3 separate regions of the Mus musculus genome follow, and regions 1 and 3 are each linked to region 2. Evidence: chromatin contacts called from public Hi-C and HiCAR-type data. All regions are on one chromosome and are shown on one strand. The core of a region is the stretch at or near the end of the contact, and the rest is flanking DNA. Distances in the headings are between cores, read along the strand shown.

Evidence for each region. Hi-C and Micro-C count contacts between places; a contact is called where the count stands out from the background. HiCAR-type assays count read pairs that join an accessible place to other places.
Region 1: a Hi-C map of reprogramming fibroblasts shows a contact between it and region 2, with 3 times the contacts expected there. The contact joins the enhancer-like site here to the promoter of Polq in region 2. A contact is called at or near these places in 2 of 39 promoter capture datasets (hippocampal neurons and liver), 1 of 484 Hi-C or Micro-C datasets (reprogramming fibroblasts) and 1 of 115 datasets of contacts at active chromatin or transcription factors (bone marrow-derived macrophages).
Region 3: a HiCAR-type map of astrocytes shows a contact between it and region 2, with 2.7 times the contacts expected there. The contact joins the enhancer-like site here to the promoter of Polq in region 2. A contact is called at or near these places in 8 of 39 promoter capture datasets (the 3T3-L1 cell line, 3T3-L1-derived adipocytes, the C10 cell line and 4 more), 2 of 15 datasets of contacts at CTCF or cohesin (the NIH/3T3 cell line and pro-B cells), 4 of 484 Hi-C or Micro-C datasets (the G1E-ER4 cell line, the N1E-115 cell line, muscle stem cells and 1 more) and 2 of 115 datasets of contacts at active chromatin or transcription factors (acute myeloid leukemia and astrocytes).

Annotation. Positions count from the first base shown.
Region 1 is chr16:37,786,146-37,789,974 of GRCm38.p6, reverse strand. All of the region lies in intron 2 of Fstl1 (follistatin-like 1), which reads right to left. Among named protein-coding and RNA genes, the nearest start is that of Fstl1, 11 kb to the right of the region's middle. Within about 2 kb of position 1,359, at least 194 of the 459 cell types and tissues checked have an H3K27ac peak or open chromatin away from gene starts, as enhancers often do. A contact at or near this core is called in hippocampal neurons and reprogramming fibroblasts, where this site is marked.
Region 2 is chr16:37,009,889-37,013,514 of GRCm38.p6, reverse strand. It overlaps Polq (polymerase (DNA directed), theta), which reads right to left and starts at 1,729. Exons shown (of 30, transcript NM_029977.2): 1 at 1,456-1,729; 2 at 229-408. The coding sequence starts at 1,615.
Region 3 is chr16:37,683,562-37,687,087 of GRCm38.p6, reverse strand. It overlaps Gm35833 (a long non-coding RNA gene), which reads right to left. Exons shown (of 3, transcript XR_876061.1): 3 at 1,790-2,705. Among named protein-coding and RNA genes, the nearest start is that of Gm35833, 4.6 kb to the right of the region's middle. Within about 2 kb of position 2,222, at least 216 of the 459 cell types and tissues checked have an H3K27ac peak or open chromatin away from gene starts, as enhancers often do. A contact at or near this core is called in 3T3-L1-derived adipocytes, the G1E-ER4 cell line, the N1E-115 cell line and 8 more, where this site is marked.

The sequences.
Region 1 (3,829 bases), core at 110-2,609, 780 kb before region 2:
CCGTAGGAATCTGTGGTTGAGAAAAGTCTTACTACAAGATACTGGCAGACGGCTTTGTTCCTGAGGGGTGAAATTTAAGCCAGTGTGCATGCGTGTAGATGTGCAGATGTGTGTACATACATGTGTCCAGTTCTAACCTGTACAAGAACTTCTATTAGGAAGGACACAGACATTGCATGGCTAGCTCCTATTCATGACCAGAAGTCAGGGCAATTTACCTGGCTATCTACTAGGGCTTGGAGTCAGGACATGGCACCAAGCACACCAGTGGGCTGAAGCCTCCAGGCTAGCCTTGGCTTGCTTACAAAGGTCACTGGATCTCAGTGTTGATGACAAAGACAAAGACCAGTGCCTGATGCAGCCGACTGCCAGATCAGGGACAGGGGATGGAGGCAGGACGTTCATCAACACCTGTTCAGGAGCTCCTAGATCCTGGTCATGGGCCAGGCAACACGGTGAGAGATGAGAATGATTCCAAACACCATTTCCACACAGCTATTTTTGTAAGCCCTTTGCAATGCTACAGCTGAAGGAAAAGTCGGAAGAAAGTCGGTTTTCTCATGAAAATCATAGAGTTTGGATTGATCTTCATTTTGTCATTGCTGTTGTTGTTTGTAGATCCCTCCCTAAATCCCAGGGGGATCTGGGATATTCCAGCCCCCCCCCATCCCCACCCCAGTGCTGATGCACAGTTGCCAAATGACTCATATCTGTGGGGTAATCAGGACTTGGGATTGCAGAGCACAAAGGCACTTGAGGCACCGCACTTCGGAGTTCGATGATGCACTCAGTACCTAAGAGGGGGACCCAGGGGCCTCTTGCCTTTCTCCACACTGTTTTCTTGGTCCTTGGCCAGCCTCTCTTTCCCATGGCTCCCCACGGGTAGGAAACTGACGTAAGAGCTTAATCAAATATCCTACTTCTAAGTAAGAATATTTTGATGATCCAAATTGCGTGGACTTACAGGGATAGAGTTTACATTGCGGGTCTCTCCCACTCTTTTGAGGGGGATGAGGGGTTAGATGTTTGTCTCAGTCCACACTTGGGGTACCACTGGGCTATTCATCCCAACCTTGTCTGGCCCAAGATGAAGGGAGCTTGCTTGATGCTAGGACAGTAATCTCAGCCACGTGGCCAGCTGTAACTTCTCAGTTCAGAACCTCACAAAGCAGCCGAATCCTGGGCAGGCTCATAATTCACTCACTTGCTTCTTACGTGTGTGGGTACATGCTAGCCCCCCAAGACAACTCAGGGCTGACTTTGAGAAAAGCAGGAAATGAGTAAGGAAGGAACCAGAGTGAGCAGTGCTGAGGGAGTCAGGGCTGCAGAGCCCTGCAGGCTGCTGTGAAGGCGCGGTGCCAAGCAGCCTCTGCTGTCTAGACTTTAGCTGGCCTCTCCCAGTGCAGGAGAGAAGGAGGGAGGAGGGGAGCCAGGCGAGAAAGCCTGTAGCTCTTTGTTCAGCTAATGCAAACACAGGACACAACTTCCGACAGGCTCCAGGCTGGGGGCTGGCTCTATCTAAGACATTTCGTCCCAGGAGCTGGACTCCTGCTATAGGCCGAGGGAAGTTCCGTTAATCCATCCATCATGGGGAGCTGAGGATGATCGTATTAGTCCCTGAGAACTCACAGTTCCCCACCCAAATTGAAGTGAGTAATATCCAAGAGATGCACACTGTAGGGGTGAAGGACTATGTTTAAAAAAAAAAAAAAGATTTTCCAGTTGTGTTATTTTAGCTTGTTCATTAAAAAGAACTAGCTCTTGAAGGGGGCCTCAGGATTCTGATGAAACCAGTTGATTAAAATGTACAGACACAGAAACGGCAGCCACAGTCCAATAGGCTTATGACTCGGGGGTAATGTTAGCTTTGGGAAGCTTTGCTAATCTAAGCTGGTGGGGAAAAGGGCCTTTTCTTCTGAGTGGCAGGGGGGCCCTGTGGCAGGGCACACGCCTTTATGAGTGCAGTGCAGGGTGGGATTGGCCCAACTGACCCCCTCAGGCAGGCATCTGTGCACTACACGGCCATATTTAGCAATCAGATTGGAGTTTAGAGCCATTTTGCAGTTCGGTCTTACATAGTATGGAACAGTTGTGAATACGTTTCAAGGACACAGAAACTGCCTTAAAACATCTCCCGAGTCTCTGGCCATTAGCTGGCAATATTCCCAAATAATAACTGCAGTTCCGCACATGTCAGAGAGGCAGCTGGGGCTGGATTCAAGTGGAGATCATGTGGCTGGAGCAGGCGAGGCTGCAGGATCAGGTCAGGTACTAGAGCCATTTAGCACTGATGTGCCTTGAATAGTTAGTGACTAGGACTGTACAGTGCTGGAGCCATACTACAGGCAACATTCATTGTTGGTGTGTTTTCAGAGTCTGGCTTCTGGAAATCAGACCCAAGGGCACAAACCACTGAGCTTTGACTTGGGGATATCAAACCCTGGGTTTTACATCCTGGCTCTACCATTGGTTAGGTAGCTGATACAGGGTAACTGAATGGTTTCTTCATGGGTAAAATGAGCCTTATAATAGTTACTTGTCACTTTTTGAGGATTAAATAGAAGCTCTCTTTTCTGCCTATGCTACACTGTAGGTCCCTTTCCAAGTTCAGCCGCAGGCTACTTCCTCTGACAGACTTTCCTGGACCTCTGCACAGGGTAGATTCTCAGCCATGATCCACTGTTTCTCACACTGGACAGTTCTGAGGCCATGACCTTCCCTGCCTACTTCTCCTATTAGACCAGAGGTTCTCAATGTTTCTAACGCTGGGACCCCTTAATATAATAGTTCCTCATATTGTAGTGACCCCCCCCATCATAAAATTATTTCACTGTTTCTTTGTAACTGTAATTTTGCTACTGTTGTGAATCATAATGTAAATATCTGTGTTTTCTGATGGCCGTAGGCATCCCTGGGAAAGGGTCATTTGGGACCCACAGGTTGAGAAACACTGCACGAGACCAAACACTCCAGAGAGTATGTTTTTCACCGGCTTTAACTTAGTGCCCTACAGGGAGCACAAGTGTGGGAGACCTTTGGCTTTCCTCTTGCTAGTTGATTATGAAAAAAGGAATTATTTCAGGGGAGTGATACGGAGGAGCACACCAGGGTCTGTGAGTTTAAACTGTGTGGAGACGAGCAGAAGGTTTGTAGATATCCGTCAGCTCCTAACAGCTCATGCACTTCGGGGTGATGTCTATAAGGAGAGCGGGAAAAGCAAGAGAGGAAAGGCTAGGCAATAGGATGAGGAGAGAAAGGGAGAGGGTGGCAGGGAGGAGCCCTGGCCTGGGAATGGGGTCTGTGAGCACGTGAAGCTGGAGTCAGGCTGGGCTCCGGGTGGAGCAGTGCTCTCTTAGCAGAACCCAATGTTTTCCTTCAGAGCACCAGGTTCCACCAACACGTCCCAGGACCTACCTCAACATCATGGACTACCTCATTGTTCCCCACAATCACTGTCACTTAATAACAAAAGTGCTCTGTAATGTTAAAGACAGACCTTGGGGGCCAGGCAGCTTGGCACCAGCCTGTCATCTCAGCACTCGGGATGCAGAGGCAGGAGCATTACAAATTCAAGGCCAGCCTGAGGCACACAGCAAGATTCTGCCACAAGGGCCAGGGGACATGCTCAGTGGTGGAGCTCTTGGCAAGGTTGAGCTAGGCCTAGGGTTCAATGCTTTAGTTTAACTAAAAACAGATGCACAGAAAAACAAAAGAGACTCGGGTCAAGAGCACAGGACAATGAAGGGGGAGATGTGGGGAACCTCAGAATGACATGAAAACGGGAAAGCGCCAGAACCCAGAAGAGACACCATTTCAGATAAAGTTCTGT
Region 2 (3,626 bases), core at 480-2,979:
AGCATTACAGACTCAGACTCACTGAGACATACGTTAAATTAAACAAGCAGAATTTTTCCTACATACGTTGCAAATGTCCTTGTTTCCCTCCTCTACCACACAACAGAACTTTCATGATGTCAGGATGCAAATGATGACATTCCTCCTGTTTAAAAAATGTAACCAACCCAAAAGAGAATTGTTCACACTGATAATTTTAGTGAAAGGAGTTTACATAAATTTGAATACCTGAATAAACTAGATTCTTTCCTTCCAAGACGTGACCAAGCAAAAGGCATTCTGCCTGCCATTCGAACATCTTTCTTACACCAAAACTATGGTATTTCTCCAGAACTGCTTTAGGAAGTCCCCAATTTGCCAACAGCAGCTGGTCTATCTGGTCATCAGAAACTCTTCGCTTGTTTGTTCCTTTCAGAAAAACAAAAACAATTTAATTACCTCCAACATACAAGTTTAGTAGTTAAACCTGTTTGAATTCCTACCAAACTTAAAACACATCTTCACTTCTAGAGACCTATTAAGAAACTGATCCTATACAGAAAAATGCTAGCAATTTTTTATTTACTAGATGAAAATTTGAAAACTCTTAAGAGCCACAAACAAAAGTGTGCTATAGCTGGGCGGTGGTGGCACAAGCCTTTAATCCTAGCACTTGGGAGGCAGAGGCAGATGGATTTCTGAGTTCAAGGCCAGCCTGGTCTACAAAGTTGAGTTCCAGGACAGCCAGGCTATACTGAGAAACCCTGTCTCGAAAAAACCAAAAAGTGTGCTATACACACTGAATAAAAAGTTTGTACAGATGTGGAGGTAGAAGGGTGATTAAGCATTACAAAGCTGTTAGATGAGTTTCTCTTTACGATTTAGTACTGAGGTATCTGCATAACCAAGGGCAAAGAATTATGAAATGCACTGGTGTAGGCCTATAATCCCAACATTTACGGATAAACACCCTTGGTCCGAGATCGAGACAGCACCCAGCCTGACCTAGAGCAAGCCCTTATCTCAAAAAAGCAAACAAGAACTGGGTTAAGGTTCTAAGACAACATGTGCCTTCCAGCTTTGCTCTTTGCAGTCCAAAGAGCCTGCATCCTACACCACACCCAGAAATTTGGTACTTATATATATGAAGTTGTACCACTGGACATTTATCCTAAGCAAACCCTCGACATGGTGACAGGATCTGGCCAACTTGGAAGTTGTTTCTGGGAAGGTGTAAAGACCCAAAAACCAAAGAACGCCCATATCTACTGGGGCAGTGGTGGACTAAAACACCATCAGCTGTGCATGCTGGCCAAGAGGGAAGCCATCCCCAGGGTTGAGTCCCAGGCCGGGTACTGGATAGCAGCCCTGCCTCCAGCTATCCAGCTCCGGTGCGGGAGTGCATGGCCCTGATACTCTCGCAGCCCATCTCAACCCCTGCTGCCCTCGGCCGCGTCGGCCCCGCGGGTCGAGTACCTGTCCCTGTGAGCCTCCGGCCGCGTCCCAGCCCCGGAGGTGGACTCAGCACCGGTCCACACCGGAGCTGAGGGCTAACAAAGCTATCACCATCTCCCGAGAACGTGTCGGAGCCGGACGATGAACGCCGCCGTTTCCTACTCCGGCGCGGAAGACTCATTGCAAACAAGCTCCTCTCGACTGTTCAGGACACGACACAGTCCCATAGGCCTCCCGCGCGGGAGAACCCCAACCTAGTGACAGCTACCGCCTCCATCTTCCCGCCTCCATCTTCAAATGCAGGCCTCCCAGCACGCCCCGGAACCACAGAGTTCTCCTGGCTAGAATAACCCGACTACCATAGAGTGGTGAGGGACGGAACAGCCCGCGCTGATATCTGGCTTCCGGCCTCCGCTGGCGGCTGGGGATAGAAAAGGGGATAGAGTGCTGGAGACATTAAAAGGAACGGAGCATCTGACTGCATTCGTAGATTGTTCTAAAAACATTCCTCCTGTTTTTACTTATTTCTGGTTTGAATCGGAAGCTAATGAGTTGCCCTTATGTGAATAGATTAGGAAAGTATCTCTTCTTTACTATTGTATTGTGTTTGTTTCTTTTTTGTTTCTTCAGATTGTGTAAAAAAAAAAAAAAAAGTAGGGTTTTTTGGTAGAGCGTAATTTGTGCGGTTTTCCTCTTGTCAAATACGTGAATTAAAATAACAGATGGGGGTGGAGTAGAGGACACGCCCGGGTTAAACATTCCAGGCTGTAGACTGGTTCAGTGTCAATTATTTTGGGTTATCTCGGCCCCTTAAATAGCCACTTGTTTGGTCACACAACTCTGTCATGTTCTTGTGACTATTAAGTAAGTCGTTTGGGAATGTACGAATTTGGGAATGTAGCTTCCACCAACCCAAAAGCTAAGCATGTTATATGCATCTGAGCCTTACAGCAGAAGTTTCTCTTGATTTGCTGGATCTAACCTACCTGAAGTTTCCATTAACATCAATGTATCTTTAAACGTCTTCAGTTATAGCTCTCTTTGCTCGGAAATATAAAAACTCTGTAAAACTGCTACCACAAAACAGTATATAGAACAATTTAAATTTGTCCCTGGGGCCATAGTAACTCATATTTGTTCCAGAATAAATTTTCTTATTCCCTCTGAGTTGAGAACTGCACTTCTGTGTTGGCAGTTGATAGGGAAGGGATTATTTCTGCGGTTATATCCTGAGGATTGTATGATCAGAACTGGAGATTCTGGATAGATCCCTTTGGTGTTGAAAGAGGAGGCTCTGAAAGCACATGAGGGGTCATTCTGAACAAGGAAGTTAGTTATAGATGTGCTTTGACCAACTTCTGGACGTAAATCGGTGCCTGGTACTTGCCTAGTTCCACAGTTCATCTCACCAAGCCAACAAGTGGGTGACAAGCCTATCCTGAAGAAATTATGGCCATTGGTTTGGGGGAAGGATGTGGGGAGTGAATTTAGGAAGTGGTTAAACAATATTCTAAAATCCCACCAGAGGGAGGCATTACTCCATGAAAGAAACGCTTCCTTCCTTTATGCATTTATTCACTAGGAAATTATTGGGCATCAACAGTACACTAGTCTCAGTGTCAGTGATGCAGGGTGGAACGCTTCCTGCTCTGAAAGATACTGGTACAAACATTGACTAAATTAATTATTAATTTAAATTGTGACTACTGCTCAGGGAGAAATTCCTAGGAACAGAGGACTATCAAAGGAATCCTGACTTATAGTCTCAGTGGAAACTAAAAGTCCAGCTGTAGACCTACACAGTCTGGGTCTGGGTTTAGAATGTATTGACTGTGCTATCTTGGGCATCTTGCATAACCCCTCAGTATTCCCACATCATATGAGAAGAGTAGGAGTCTATTATCTGTGGATGAGTATACAGAATGCTGAGACCAGGGCTGCCACATAAGTTCTGTTCAGAGAAAATTACATTACATATTTTAACAAGCCCTAATAATAATTCAAGACTGTAATGAAGAAAGAATAAGCCAGAGAAGTCTCTTACGATTAGCCCATCGAATACTAACTTACTTTATTATGTGAACCATGAGGAGATAAGAAAGTCCACTGGGGAAGCATTGAAAGGGATGGTCTGTGTCCTGCCACAAGCCTAAACTACGCATTCAAATCTTCAATATTTATTCCCAGTATTT
Region 3 (3,526 bases), core at 973-3,472, 670 kb before region 2:
CTGGTTTTTACTGATTAGAGGTGGGAAATGGTAGCCCTTCAAGGTTTCCACTTGGAAGTCGCTGATAAAGATTTAGCCATAATGAGCCCCCTTGCCCGACCTATACTTGCCCAGACCCCATAATTTTAGAAACATATCTTATCCACTCGCCTGCTTGATTACATCTTTCCCCAGCTGCTCCACTACTTGACCACAGTGCTCCTGTCTCCACGGAGCCCCTTCCCCATCTCTTTTCTTAGAGACCCGCCTCTCTTCCCTACCTAAGGAGCATTTCCGTCTTTGAATTTGAAACAGCATTTGAAACAGCTGTACAAGGACACAATGTTTAATTTAGGAGCTGAGTCTGTAGGAAGGGGTTCTTTGTTAGTTTCCAGAGTGATGCAAAGCTTAATTTAGAATGCAATGTAACTTTCATTGTTGTTCTTCTGGAAGTCAGAGCGATTATGGATTGTGCTGCAGAGGCAGCCTGCCTGATGATGCTCCTATTTGGCAGTACTGGGGGGAGGGAGGAGTTGTGGCAGTTTCATCTTTTATTCTCCTTCAGAGATACTGGAGAGGTGTGCAATGGGAGCATTTATATTCAGGGCAGACCTGTCTCATTCAGTCTTTGTAGCCGGCCAAGGCCCTGCAAAGGGTGCTGTTAATGCTGGATTGAGTCACATTGACTGTTTGCCCTCTACCTCCTACCTGGATCTTACACGTAGCCCTATTAGCATCTGGAACTAGGAAATGAGAGAGAGCAGCCGCCTAGTACTAGCAAGGCAAGGACTTAGACAAGACCTCAGCTTCCTTCCGTTCTTGGCTCCTGGAGAAAGCTAGCATGGCTAACTCGAAGGGTATCATGCCCTATCCAATCTAATTAGTTTCTTCCTCTCAGGGACTCATGTGACTATTAGTGGAATGGGAGGTGGGGCCATGGGATTAGGAGGGCCATCAATTAGGAGAGCCATCAATTAGGAGGCTACAATAGTCACACCACCACAGCATCAGATTTGAGAGAGAGCATGCCTCCTCAGTGCCTCTTTGAGCTTCAGGCCAAGCAGCTTCTGCTAGTTGACTGGCATACAATCTTCCGGCATTTTACAAACATGCTTAGCCATGTTTTCTAGATTCCCTAGGGTCTAAAAGCCCAGGAAGAGAATGTAATCTCTATTTTCTTCAAAGATACACACACACACACACACACACACACACACACACACACACAAGTAATTGCAAGTTTGAAGAGAAATACAAGGTTCCCCAAGAGAAATGTTCTGTAAATAAAGGTAGGTACTTGGCCTGGGGTGTGGTACATGCCTTTAATCCTAGCACTTAGGAGAAGGCAGAAAAATCAGAAATGCAAGGATAGCCTTGGATACACAGTGAGTTCAAGCCAACCTGGGCTATATGAGGCCTTATCTCAAAACAAATGAAAAGGAAAAAGTTCTGGCCCCCCCACACCCAGAGAACCTGAACCTCACAGATCAAGGGAGAGTTAGGCAGAGAGCAAAACTGCTTTTCCACTTCTTATCTGGATCACAGCAGTCCCTAACTCTAAAAATTCCATTGTGCTCTGGAACTGTTCAGGAGACTGTTGTTCAAAAATCAGAAACCCCACAACTGGAGTTATCCGCTTTAAGCTGACAGTGCCTTCTCTAAAATACCCAGGAGACCCAGTCCTGGAAGTTAAGAGACAGACCGAAGTCACTGTGGGGTAGCAAAGGGCCGCTTATGCAAAGACAAGGACTTGAAAGATGCGACCTCACGGCCACGTGGTGGCGGACTTCGCCATTTTTGCTTACCAGCGTGTTTTAGATTTTATTCAAAGTGCGGGGCTTTGATGTATTTGTCTGGGGGTGGGCTCACCCCCTTGCATTTTTCGTAGGTTTTACTAGTGACTCGAGGATAGTGAAGAGAAACAAGAAAGAAACTTAGACACAAGAAAGTCAGGAAGACAAAAGAAAGGCACGGAGCCCACAAGAGCCTGGGAAACCGATGAGAGACTTAGGAGGAGGGGGCGGGGGATTTGAGTCTACAGACTCCGGAAAACCTATTAAGGCGTCCTGGGAGAAGGTCGCTGGGTCCTTCAGGGTGGGAATCAGGCTGTCCGGGTTGAAGCCTCTCGGGATTAAGAGCTGAAGAGAAACCACAAAGGTTCATTGTTTTATTTGTGCCTTGACTTGGCTCCTGACCATCGGATCGCTGGAGTTCTGATAAACGTCCTGAGCTCCCCCTACTGGCTGCCCTGAAGAACGTTACCATCTGGATCCCAAGAGAAATAGGATTACGTAACCCCAGCTTTGACCACTTAAGACTTTTATTTTCTTTCCCAAGGTCTTGGCTTTTCCAAATCCTGCTGCCTAATGCCAGAGCTTAAATGCCCTGACTGATTGCCAAGGTCCCAAGGCCCAGAGGAGGCAGTTATGAAGGGGCCATGCTAATGGGAGGGCATGCAGGAGGGTAGCCGAACAGACTTTTTTTTTTTTTTTTTAATATGTGTCACGCAAATAAAAGTGCTGCAAAAATTCCTAAAAAGGGGGACTTTTTCTGAACTTTCATCTTCTTGCCTCAAATGTGACGCTGGCATTAAACAAGGCCTCTTTGCTTAGGGGGCGGGCCTGCCGGGTCTAGATAGGAAGCCATCCAAAATAAGCCATCCAACTCCATAGCAGCGAAGACGCACCCGGCTCTCCTTTCCTTCCCTCTCCCCTCGGTCTTAAGCTCTGCAAAAGACAGGAAGAACTGAGAACAGCAAGAGCAGAATGTTCTCTGAAAGACAGAAGAAAAAATCTCTCTCTCTCTCTCTCTCTCTCTCTCTCTCTCTCTCTCTCTCTCTCTCCCTCTCCCTCTCCCCCCTCTCTCTCTCTCTGTGTGTGTGTGTGTGTGTCTGTCTGTCTCTCCTCCCTCCTTTCCTCCCTTCCTTCTTCCCTCTCCTCATTATCTCTTCCTTTCTCTCCCCTCCCCCTCTTTGTCTCTGTCTCCCCCTCCTTCCCGGCCTCTCCCCCTCTTCTCTCGTCTCCTCTCCTTAAGGTTGATATTAAACAAGGTAGAAGCCCTGTCCTTCCTAAAGGACACAAAGGCTAGCCTTCTGTATGAGAAATGCCAAGTCCAGAGGCAGCGGTTGAGGGAGAGACAAAGAAGGACCTCCAGCGTTGAAGCAACAGGAACAGAATATAGGAGCTAGCAGCTGTTGACTGGAGCAGCCACACCCGTGGGGAGTGGTCCTGGGTTAGCAAGGGAGACCCCTGGGCAATAGGCAGAGGGTATGAGCATCACGTGAAGGAGGGGCAGATTTTCAGATGTGTGACTAGGATGCTTGTTCCCCCCGAATGGACCGTCTTATGCCCCCTCCCCTTCTCTTCAAAACCTCCTCTTCACAAATTAGCAATTTACCGGGAGAGGCACAGTGGCAGAGGCCAGCCTGGTCTGCAAAGTGAGAACCAGTCTCAAAACAAAACAAGCAACTTTCCTTTCATAAAAGAGCTATGCCTCTTTCAGGGTCCCTAAATGTCCCTAAAACATTGTTCAGGGTGGTAGCATGAGG